Linked DNA regions of Sus scrofa: all the other regions are linked to region 1. Evidence: chromatin contacts called from public HiChIP or PLAC-seq and promoter capture Hi-C data. All regions are on one chromosome and are shown on one strand. The core of a region is the stretch at or near the end of the contact, and the rest is flanking DNA. Distances in the headings are between cores, read along the strand shown. Region 1 holds the start of PDPR (pyruvate dehydrogenase phosphatase regulatory subunit, mitochondrial). Region 2 holds the start of ZNRF1 (a long non-coding RNA gene). Region 3 holds the start of CFDP1 (craniofacial development protein 1).

Region 1 (2,700 bases), core at 17-2,516:
ACCTCACTGCTGGGGCTGGTTATGCTCAGATCTGCTTACACCTAGAACAAGAGGACAGCCCCGACTCCCTCTGAGCTGTTCCTCTGCATGGCCACAGCACCCTGGAGAAATGGGCTGCTAGTCCCAAGGAAGACTGGGTAAGAAGACAGAGATGAACACATCATTTCCCACACCTGCCTCGGCAAGAGCCCCCTGGGACACCTGCTTTAAAACTCAAGTCACAGACACACTCTTCCTCCCAGAGTCCATCTCTTAACATTCTGATCCTGCTGGTTCAGGTTGCTGTTTTTTTCAACAAGTGTACCAGATAATCAGACTAGTTTAAGAAATGAATACAAATCCCTGTACAAATACAAATCCCTGGCCCTGGAAAAGTGTCCCTTTCACACAGGCTAACTCCATGTCCCGCATCCCCCTACACAAGCGAGGGCGAAAAAAGCTTGAAAATGCTTGAATCAAACCTCAGGGTCAAACACATCAGAACCAAGAGGTCAAACGTTAGTAGCGAGCTCACTGCCCCGGCCTGGACTTTCCAGGTAACTTCACTGCCGACTCCGCAGCAGTTTTACTAGTTAATTAAGCGCAAGCGGACCACGTTTCCACGCGGGAAAACAATTTCACCTGCAGACCTGGCCCAGCTGAACAAGCCTGACCCCCGCTGCGGAGGCTGGCGGGGGGGCGGTGTGCAAGCCCGAGGCGGGGCGCCAGGAACGAGGTCATTCCCGCCGTCCTGGGCATCCGGGCTAGGCTGAGGGCGCCTGGAAGAACCGGGGAGCCGGGCACCGGTCCGCTAGGCGCCACTGCCGCGGGTGAGATTAAGGAAGATCGGGCAACGCAGTGTCGGCCCGGGCGGGCGGAGTCCCGGCGCCAGGACGAGCCTGCGGGAGGACCAGGCAGAACCCACGGGAAACGAAGCGCGGCCGGGAGCCCCCAGCAGGAACGGGGGTGGGGGGCTGAGGGCCCCGTGGCGGCAAAGTCCGAGCAGACCCGGAGGCCAGAGCGGCCCCCGGAGCTTCTCCTTACCTCACCGGCCTCCACAAGCTCCGCAAGCAGCCACACCCCGGCTGAAGCAGGGAAGCGACCACAACAGTTGGCTGGGGTCCTGGGGGCCGGAAGGGGGGTGGGGACAGGGAATGGGAAGGGGGCGGGGCGGTGGGCCGAAAAAGTTCCGGGGAAGCTTGAGTCCGCGACCTTCCGCGCTTTACGATCCGTAGGAAGGGTACGGCAGCGCGTGATCCCACTCGCGCACGCGCGTCGTGACGTCATCGACTGCTCCGCCCCTGACACGTGGGGGGTTGTTTGGGTCCCGAGTGTCTCCGCTTGAAGGTGGGCGGAGGGGAACCACCGTCTCGACGAAGATGCAGTCGCACTGGAGGCGGGGTGTTTCAAAGTCGCTTTAGAACTGCAGCTTCGGACCTTACCGATTTCTACCGATGCAGCTGGGACGGCCAAGATGGCCGGAGCTTTGGTGGAGCCTGCGGAGGGCAGGGGTTCTCTTACCGCGCGCGCGAGGCGAGTCCTCAGGTCCGGTCCCACGTGTCTGCCGCCTAAGGACACTCAGTCCAGGGCCTAAAAAAGATTCTTGGACCGAAAGCTGCTCTGTTTTTGGCCGTTGCTGCGGTCTTCCTGGGCGAATCACTAGTACAGCGGATCAGGAATCTTTTCTGCTGTCCCCGCCCGATCTCAGAGGCAGTTTAAGAAGACCTGCGATCTGGGCACCTTGCTTATTAGCACATCACGCTGTTTTCTTTCCTTTATAGAACTTGTGCTAAAGTAAATTAGTTGACTACCTTTCCCAACTAGCTGCACACTCTGCCCTCTGACAGTAGACCCTAAATCTCCTATTCTGCTGTGTTCTCAGCGCTTAGCGTGTGGCACGTTATCCAGTAAATATTTCTTAGAATGGAAAGCGATCTAATGGTACAGGCTTCTCTCCACTTGGGGCCACACCCAAGCCCATCTCACCACTCAAACCAGTTGTGTTAAAGGATTGGCACTGTGCCAGGTGATGGGATTCAGCCGTGCACAAGAAAGGGCTTCTGCCACTAAAGTGTGGCAGTGAAGTTCCAGGGACCCCTGTGTCACCATGCCAGCCTGAAACTTGCACTTTATGCATTTTTACTTGCCAGTGAACTCACACAAGACAGCCCATTTGAGGTCTGGTTTCCCGGCAACAGACACTGCATTTTGCTACCCTGATGTATGAATGTTCAAGGCGTTCCTGGCTTCGGTGCAAGAAATGTACTTAAATGGTTCAGTTATGGGCTTAAAGCTTATGGTCACCAGCTGCTCCCAAATGAAGACATTATAGACTAACAGATCTGAGGCATATTCTTGCTAAGATGTACTTGATACCTAGATGTGGCAATTTCAGGAGGAAAATGTCACAAGTATTTATTTATTTATTTATTTAGGTCGCCGGCTGCATGCAGAAGTTCCCAGGCTAAGGATCAAATCAGCACTACAGTAGCAACCTGAACCACTGAAGTGACAATGCCACATCCTTAACCCATTGTGCCACGAGGGAACGCTGTCACAGTTTTTTGTTGTTGTTGTTCTTGTTGTTTGTGTGTGTGTGTTTTTTTTTTTTTTTTTTTTGTCTTTTTAGGGCCGCATCCAGGCATAGAGAAGTTCCCAGGCTAGGGGTTAAATTGGAGCTGTGGCCACAGCCACTGGAATGCCAACCCAAGCCGCATCTGT
Region 2 (2,700 bases), core at 191-2,690, 520 kb after region 1:
TGTTTTGACTCCTTGATTGGGAAATATCTGGGGGACATTTAGAGCAAGGAAGTCAGGCCAGGAACTAAATGATGCTCATAGCCAGCACTCAGCATTTGATAGATACTGAGCTTTCCCTGTAGCGCAAACAGGATCCATGGCTGCACTGGCGGCTTTGCAGCTATGTGTGTGGGGTGTGTGGATTCAAGCCCCTGCCCCCAGCAATGGGTTAAGGATCCAACATTACTGTAGCTGTGGCATAGATTGCAACTCTGGCTCAGATTCAATCCCTGGTCCAGGAACTCCACACGCCACCCGTGGCCAAAAAAGAAAAGAAAAGAAAAGGTGCTGAATGAATGAATGAATGAATGTTAGTGAGAATAAGAGAGATTGCAAAATTCAGACTTGGTCAGCAAATCTTTATTGAGTACCGGCTCTGTGATAGACCCTGTGGTGCATGCCAAGATAAATGGTGAACAAAACAGGGGTCCCACCGTGAACTAGAGTGTTTCTAAAATCACTAGTTCTAGCTGTATTATTCCATCTCATGTCCATATCTTTTCACTTTTTATCATACATCTAATGATCATCAGAATCACATTTTAGCTAAGGAATCTATCCATTTGATTAAGGACAAAATAGAAAGTTCTGATCTACTGTCAGCAAAAACTGGAGTCACAAGGGCCCCGGTGCTCCATTTACCCCCAACAACTAAGAATTCCCCAAATGCTAAGTTTCCTGATTTTTTTTTTTTTTTTTTTTTTTTTTTTTTTTGCCTTCTCTAGGGCCGCTCCCGCGGCACATGGAGATTGCCAGACTAGGGGTGAAATCGGAGCTGTAGCCACCGGCCTACGCAGAACCACAGCAATACAGGATCCGAGCCGCGTCTGCGACCTACACCACAGCTCACGGCAATGCCAGATCCCTAACCCACTGAGCAAGGCCAGGAATCGAAGCCGCAACCTCATAGTTCTTAGTCGGATTCGTTAACCACTGCGCCACAGCGGGAACTCCTAAGTTTCCTGATTTTTAGGGGTTCTTGGATGAGGAACCTCAGATAGAACGCATAGCATGTCCACCAGAGGGTGCTGTGGGGGCAAATTTGCGCCGGGTGGGGAGCTTGACCGCTGACCCTCAGAGCCAGGTAGGCGTCTCGAGTAATTTTTTTTCTTCCTTGGGTTTCCTTCCCACCCCTGGAACCATGGCCGCCCCTCGCCCCCCAGGTAGGTTCCCTCCTTTCCCAGTAAGCGGCTACTTTCGGGGGCTTAAAGAGTGCTTGCTTTGAAAAGACGCCTAGCTTTTGGTCCCGACGCCCCATGGCTCAGGCCCCTCAGGTCAGGGCGGATTGGGTGGGTGGGACTTCTCGGGCGCCCGCGGCCTTGCGCCGCAGGGGCGGGGAAAGGGTTAACCCGGCGGGAGGGGGAGGGGGGAGGGGGCGCGGGCCGCGCCTGCGCTCTGCCGCCCTCCATTGTCTCCACGGCGGCGAGGAGCGCCGGAGAGCGCAGTCCCGGACCAAGCAGGGCGGCGCGGCTCGCCGGGAAGGCGGCGGCTGCTGGAGCGGGCGCGACGCGACGCTATCACCGCTTCCCGAGCTCTGTCTGGCCTCCCAGCGCCGCGGCCCTCCCGAGGCCTGGAGGGGTCCGGGCCGCCGTCCATGGTCGCGGCGTCCTGAGGCGGGGGACGCGCCCGGCGCCCCCAGCCCTCCTCCGCCTCCTGCTTTCGGGCGGGCGGCCTCCTCCGGCGCCTCCCTGCGCCCGCCCGCCTGCTCGCCCGCCGCCTCCCTCCCTCCTTCCCTGCGGCTCCCCCGGCTTTCGGGAACCCGGGGGCGGCCTGTGGCGCGCCGAGCCCGCGGCGGACTGCGCCTCTTTGGACCTTGAGGGGAAACATGCGTTTGGCTTGGATCGGTTTAAATTCTTAGTTTGGGATCCCCGCCCGCCTGCCTCTTCCGCCCCGCGGGTTTTCTTTTCTCTTTTTCTTTTTTTTTGTCCTTTTCCACCTCCCAGTCTCCTTTTTGACTCCCTCCCCCTTTATGCTCGCCCAACCCTCCCCCGGTTGCTGAGAAGTGGGGGAGGGTCTCGGCCTCCAGGTTCCCGCCCCACCGGGGCCCGGGCGAGCATGGGGGGCAAGCAGAGCACGGCGGCTCGTTCTCGGGGCCCCTTCCCTGGGGTCTCCACCGATGACAGCGCCGTGCCCCCGCCGGGAGGGGCGCCCCACTTTGGGCACTACCGGGCAGGCGGCGGGGCCATGGGGCTGCGCAGCCGCTCGGTCAGCTCGGTGGCGGGCATGGGCATGGACCCCAGCACGGCCGGGGGGGTGCCCTTTGGCCTCTACACCCCCGCCTCCCGGGGCACCGGCGACTCGGAGAGGGCGCCCGGCGGCGGAGGGTCGGCGTCCGACTCCACCTATGCCCACGGCAATGGTTACCAGGAGACGGGCGGCGGTCACCATAGAGACGGGATGCTGTACCTGGGCTCCCGAGCCTCGCTGGCGGATGCTCTACCTCTGCACATCGCACCCAGGTGGTTCAGCTCGCACAGTGGTGAGTCTGCGGGTGGTGGAGGCCTCGGAGGGTGGAGTTCAAGGGAGGGCGCGCCGGGGCGCCCCACACCTTCGCGCGCGTGCGGGGATTTGGAGGTGGAGTGCGCGACCTGAATCTGTCTTCCCTTTGATTCCCGAAGCCAAGGGATGAATGGGATCCCTACCCTATAGAAAAGAGGCTTC
Region 3 (2,813 bases), core at 270-2,769, 960 kb after region 1:
ACCAAATTTTAAAAGCAGATATCATTCTGCAGAGAAGTGATACGGATGATTAATAGTGATAGGAACTGCCATTTGAAAATAAATCTGTTAGAAATATTTAACTATTTTTGGAGTTCCCACTGTGGCTCAGCAGAAAAGAACCCGACAAGTATCCATGAGGATGCAGGTTCCCTTCTTGGCCTTACTCAGTGGGTTAAGGATCTGGTGTTGCCAGCTACACTACCTGTGGTGTATGTCACAGACTCTGCTCAGATGCCGCGTTCCTCTTACTGTGGAGTAGGATGGCAGCTGCAGCTCCAATTTGACCCTTAACCTGTGAACTTCCATGGTCCCCAAAAGCAAAAAAACATTCTAAGATAAAATAACTTAAAAAAGAAATATTTGACTATTTTTCAGCAGGTGCATACAAAACTTTGATTCAAATGAAAACTGGTTTTCAAATGATCACACTGGCAGATATGTAAAGACCAATGTTGGTGGACAAGGAATCTGAGAAACCAGCTGGGAAGTTACTTCAGGTCTTAGTGAAGAATAATAGTTGTTCAGTAAGAGTGAGATTGGAGAGAGAGTGATGAGAAACTCATTTTCCACACAGACACACTGGTTGGAACAAAAGAGAGGAAACAAGGACAACTCCTAGGCTTTTTTGGTTTTATTTTTCATCGGAGCTACTCTATAGGAAGATACTTATAATTTGATGGGGAAGCCTGGGGAAGGTGCAGGATGCCGGAAGGGGTAGGTCTGGGTGACGTTTATTTCAGCCTGGGTTCGGTTTTAGAAACCTATACAAAAACAAGGTCTGAAAAGAGAGAAATGGATACAGACATTGCAGAGAGGCAAAGGGTATCATTAAGTGAACTTGCTAACAAGAAGATCCCTCCTGCAGGCAGAAAGTGAAGATATCTATCTCTGCCGTGATGCCAGCGAGCAATTAATTCCCTGGGGGCGGAAGGTCTGGCGACAGACTGCCTTTCAGAAGACTGCAAGGTTGGTGAGGGTACGCGAAGACCGACCACCGCCAGCGTCCCCAGAGATAGGGCCCTGTTCACGTGCCAGTTCCCGAACTCCGAGAGGGGGCGTCGGCCGAAGTGAGGCCTCGAGAAAGGGCTGCGCGAGACAGCCCGGGGCACACATCCCGGGTCACGGGGGCCGCGCGGTACGAGGACGCGCGGCACCCGCGCCCGAGAGCCACCCGGGCCACCGGGCCCACGCACGGGAGCCAAGCGCGCCTCACGTGAGACGCGGGGCGGGGCAAGCTGCCTCTCGCCTCTAGCCGAGTCGCTCACCCGACGGCACGTAGTCCTCGTCCTCCTCCGAGGTGGAGAAGTCTTCGGAGTCGAATTCCTCCATATCGCTGCCGCACGAGGGGGGCTGAGTCGCAGGGCCGCAACAGCTGCCCCCAACGGCAAAGCTCTAGGGAGCCACCATAGAGCTGCGGCGGGGGCGGCGGCGGCGGCGGCTGGGGCGGCCCCCAGCCTCTGCACATGCGCAGAGAGTGTATGTGGTCGAATGCGACACTTCCGGACCAGTGCCTTCTGCTGGATGCTACTGTGGGGGTTGGCGGAACACGGGCTGGGCGCCGAAGCGGTGCATGCTGGAACTTGTAGTCTTCAGAGCTACCAGCTGCTTTGATTTAGTAAACATGCTTAAACTAAGTTTGTTTTGCCCGTGGGAATACGGCAGACCTTCATTACTCGCAGTTTGGTATTTTTGAAATCGCTTACTTGTTAAAATTTATTATCACCCCCAAAATTAATATTCGCGGTGCTTTCTGGGGTTATTTGCGGACATGCGCAGAGAGTGAAAATTTTTGAGTCAACCCAAGGTTTGTGGTACCAAGGTTGAAAGAGGCAGGCGGTCTTGCTTCTTCCGCTCGAATGCTGTAAATAAGTGTCCTTTTCGCAATCACTTTAGTGCCGCGTTTTTTGCATTTTTGTGCTTTTTGTTGGTGATTTCGCTGTTAAAAATGACCCCCGAGCGTGGTGCTAAGGTGCTGCCTAATGTTCCTAAGCGCAAGAAGGCTGTGATGTGCCTTCCGGGGAAAATACGAGTGTTAGATAAGCTTCGTTTAGGCATGAGTTGTAGTGCTCTTGGCCGTGAGTTCAATGTTAATGAGTCAACAATCCTTTACATCAAGAAAAAAAGAAAAGGAAATTCGCCGATCTGTACGTGAGGCTGCTCCGGAAAGTGCTGAAGTGACGTCTATAGTGGGGGTGAGGAAGCAATGGAAAAAATGGAAAAGCGGCTCAATTTGTGGATTCATGAGAAGACAACCGATAAAAAAGGTGTGGTGGACAGCACTGCTGTGAAGCTGAAAGCCAACGAAATTTACAGCCATGTTACCCAGGGTCAGAAAAATGTGAAACCGTCCTAGGCTAGTGCTGGGTGACTTGCACGTTTCAAAAGGCGATATGGGGTGAATAATGTTAAGCTTGCAGGTGAGACAAGTTCTGCAGATCAGGAGGCTGCAGAAATTTAAAAAATACTTGCTAAGTATTATAAGGAAAAAGGATATGTGGAAGAGCAGGTTTTCAATGCTGATGAGACTGGCTTATTTTATAAGGATGTTGGCAAAAGAACCTATATAACGCAAATGGCCTCCAAAGCCTCTGGCTTTAAATCTTTCCAAGACTATGCAACCCTGCTTTTGTGCACCAATGCCAAGGGTGACTTTAACTGCAAACCCCTAATGGTGTACAGAGCTCCAAGTTCACAAGCATTTAAAGGGAAAAGTGTGAACCATATGCCGGTCCATTGGAGGTGGAACAAAAAAGCGTGGATGACGTCTGATTGGTTCCAGAGTTGCTTCATAC

The links. Promoter capture Hi-C pulls out the DNA fragments that hold promoters and counts their contacts. HiChIP or PLAC-seq counts read pairs in DNA pulled down with a chosen protein or histone mark.
Region 2: a contact with region 1 is called in a promoter capture Hi-C map of fetal liver, with 4 times the contacts expected there. The contact joins the promoter of ZNRF1 here to the promoter of PDPR in region 1. A contact is called at or near these places in 1 of 5 promoter capture datasets (fetal liver) and 1 of 2 datasets of contacts at active chromatin or transcription factors (alveolar macrophages).
Region 3: a contact with region 1 is called in an H3K27ac HiChIP or PLAC-seq map of alveolar macrophages. The contact joins the promoter of CFDP1 here to the promoter of PDPR in region 1. A contact is called at or near these places in 1 of 5 promoter capture datasets (liver), 1 of 47 Hi-C or Micro-C datasets (heart right ventricle) and 1 of 2 datasets of contacts at active chromatin or transcription factors (alveolar macrophages).

What each region holds. Positions count from the first base shown.
Region 1 is chr6:13,185,943-13,188,642 of Sscrofa11.1, reverse strand. PDPR (pyruvate dehydrogenase phosphatase regulatory subunit, mitochondrial) reads right to left here and starts at 1,266. Exons shown (of 20, transcript XR_002344509.1): 1 at 1,024-1,266.
Region 2 is chr6:12,667,547-12,670,246 of Sscrofa11.1, reverse strand. ZNRF1 (a long non-coding RNA gene) reads left to right here and starts at 1,440. Exons shown (of 5, transcript XR_002344499.1): 1 at 1,440-2,518.
Region 3 is chr6:12,222,407-12,225,219 of Sscrofa11.1, reverse strand. CFDP1 (craniofacial development protein 1) reads right to left here and starts at 1,519. Exons shown (of 7, transcript XM_021093775.1): 1 at 1,287-1,519. The coding sequence starts at 1,350.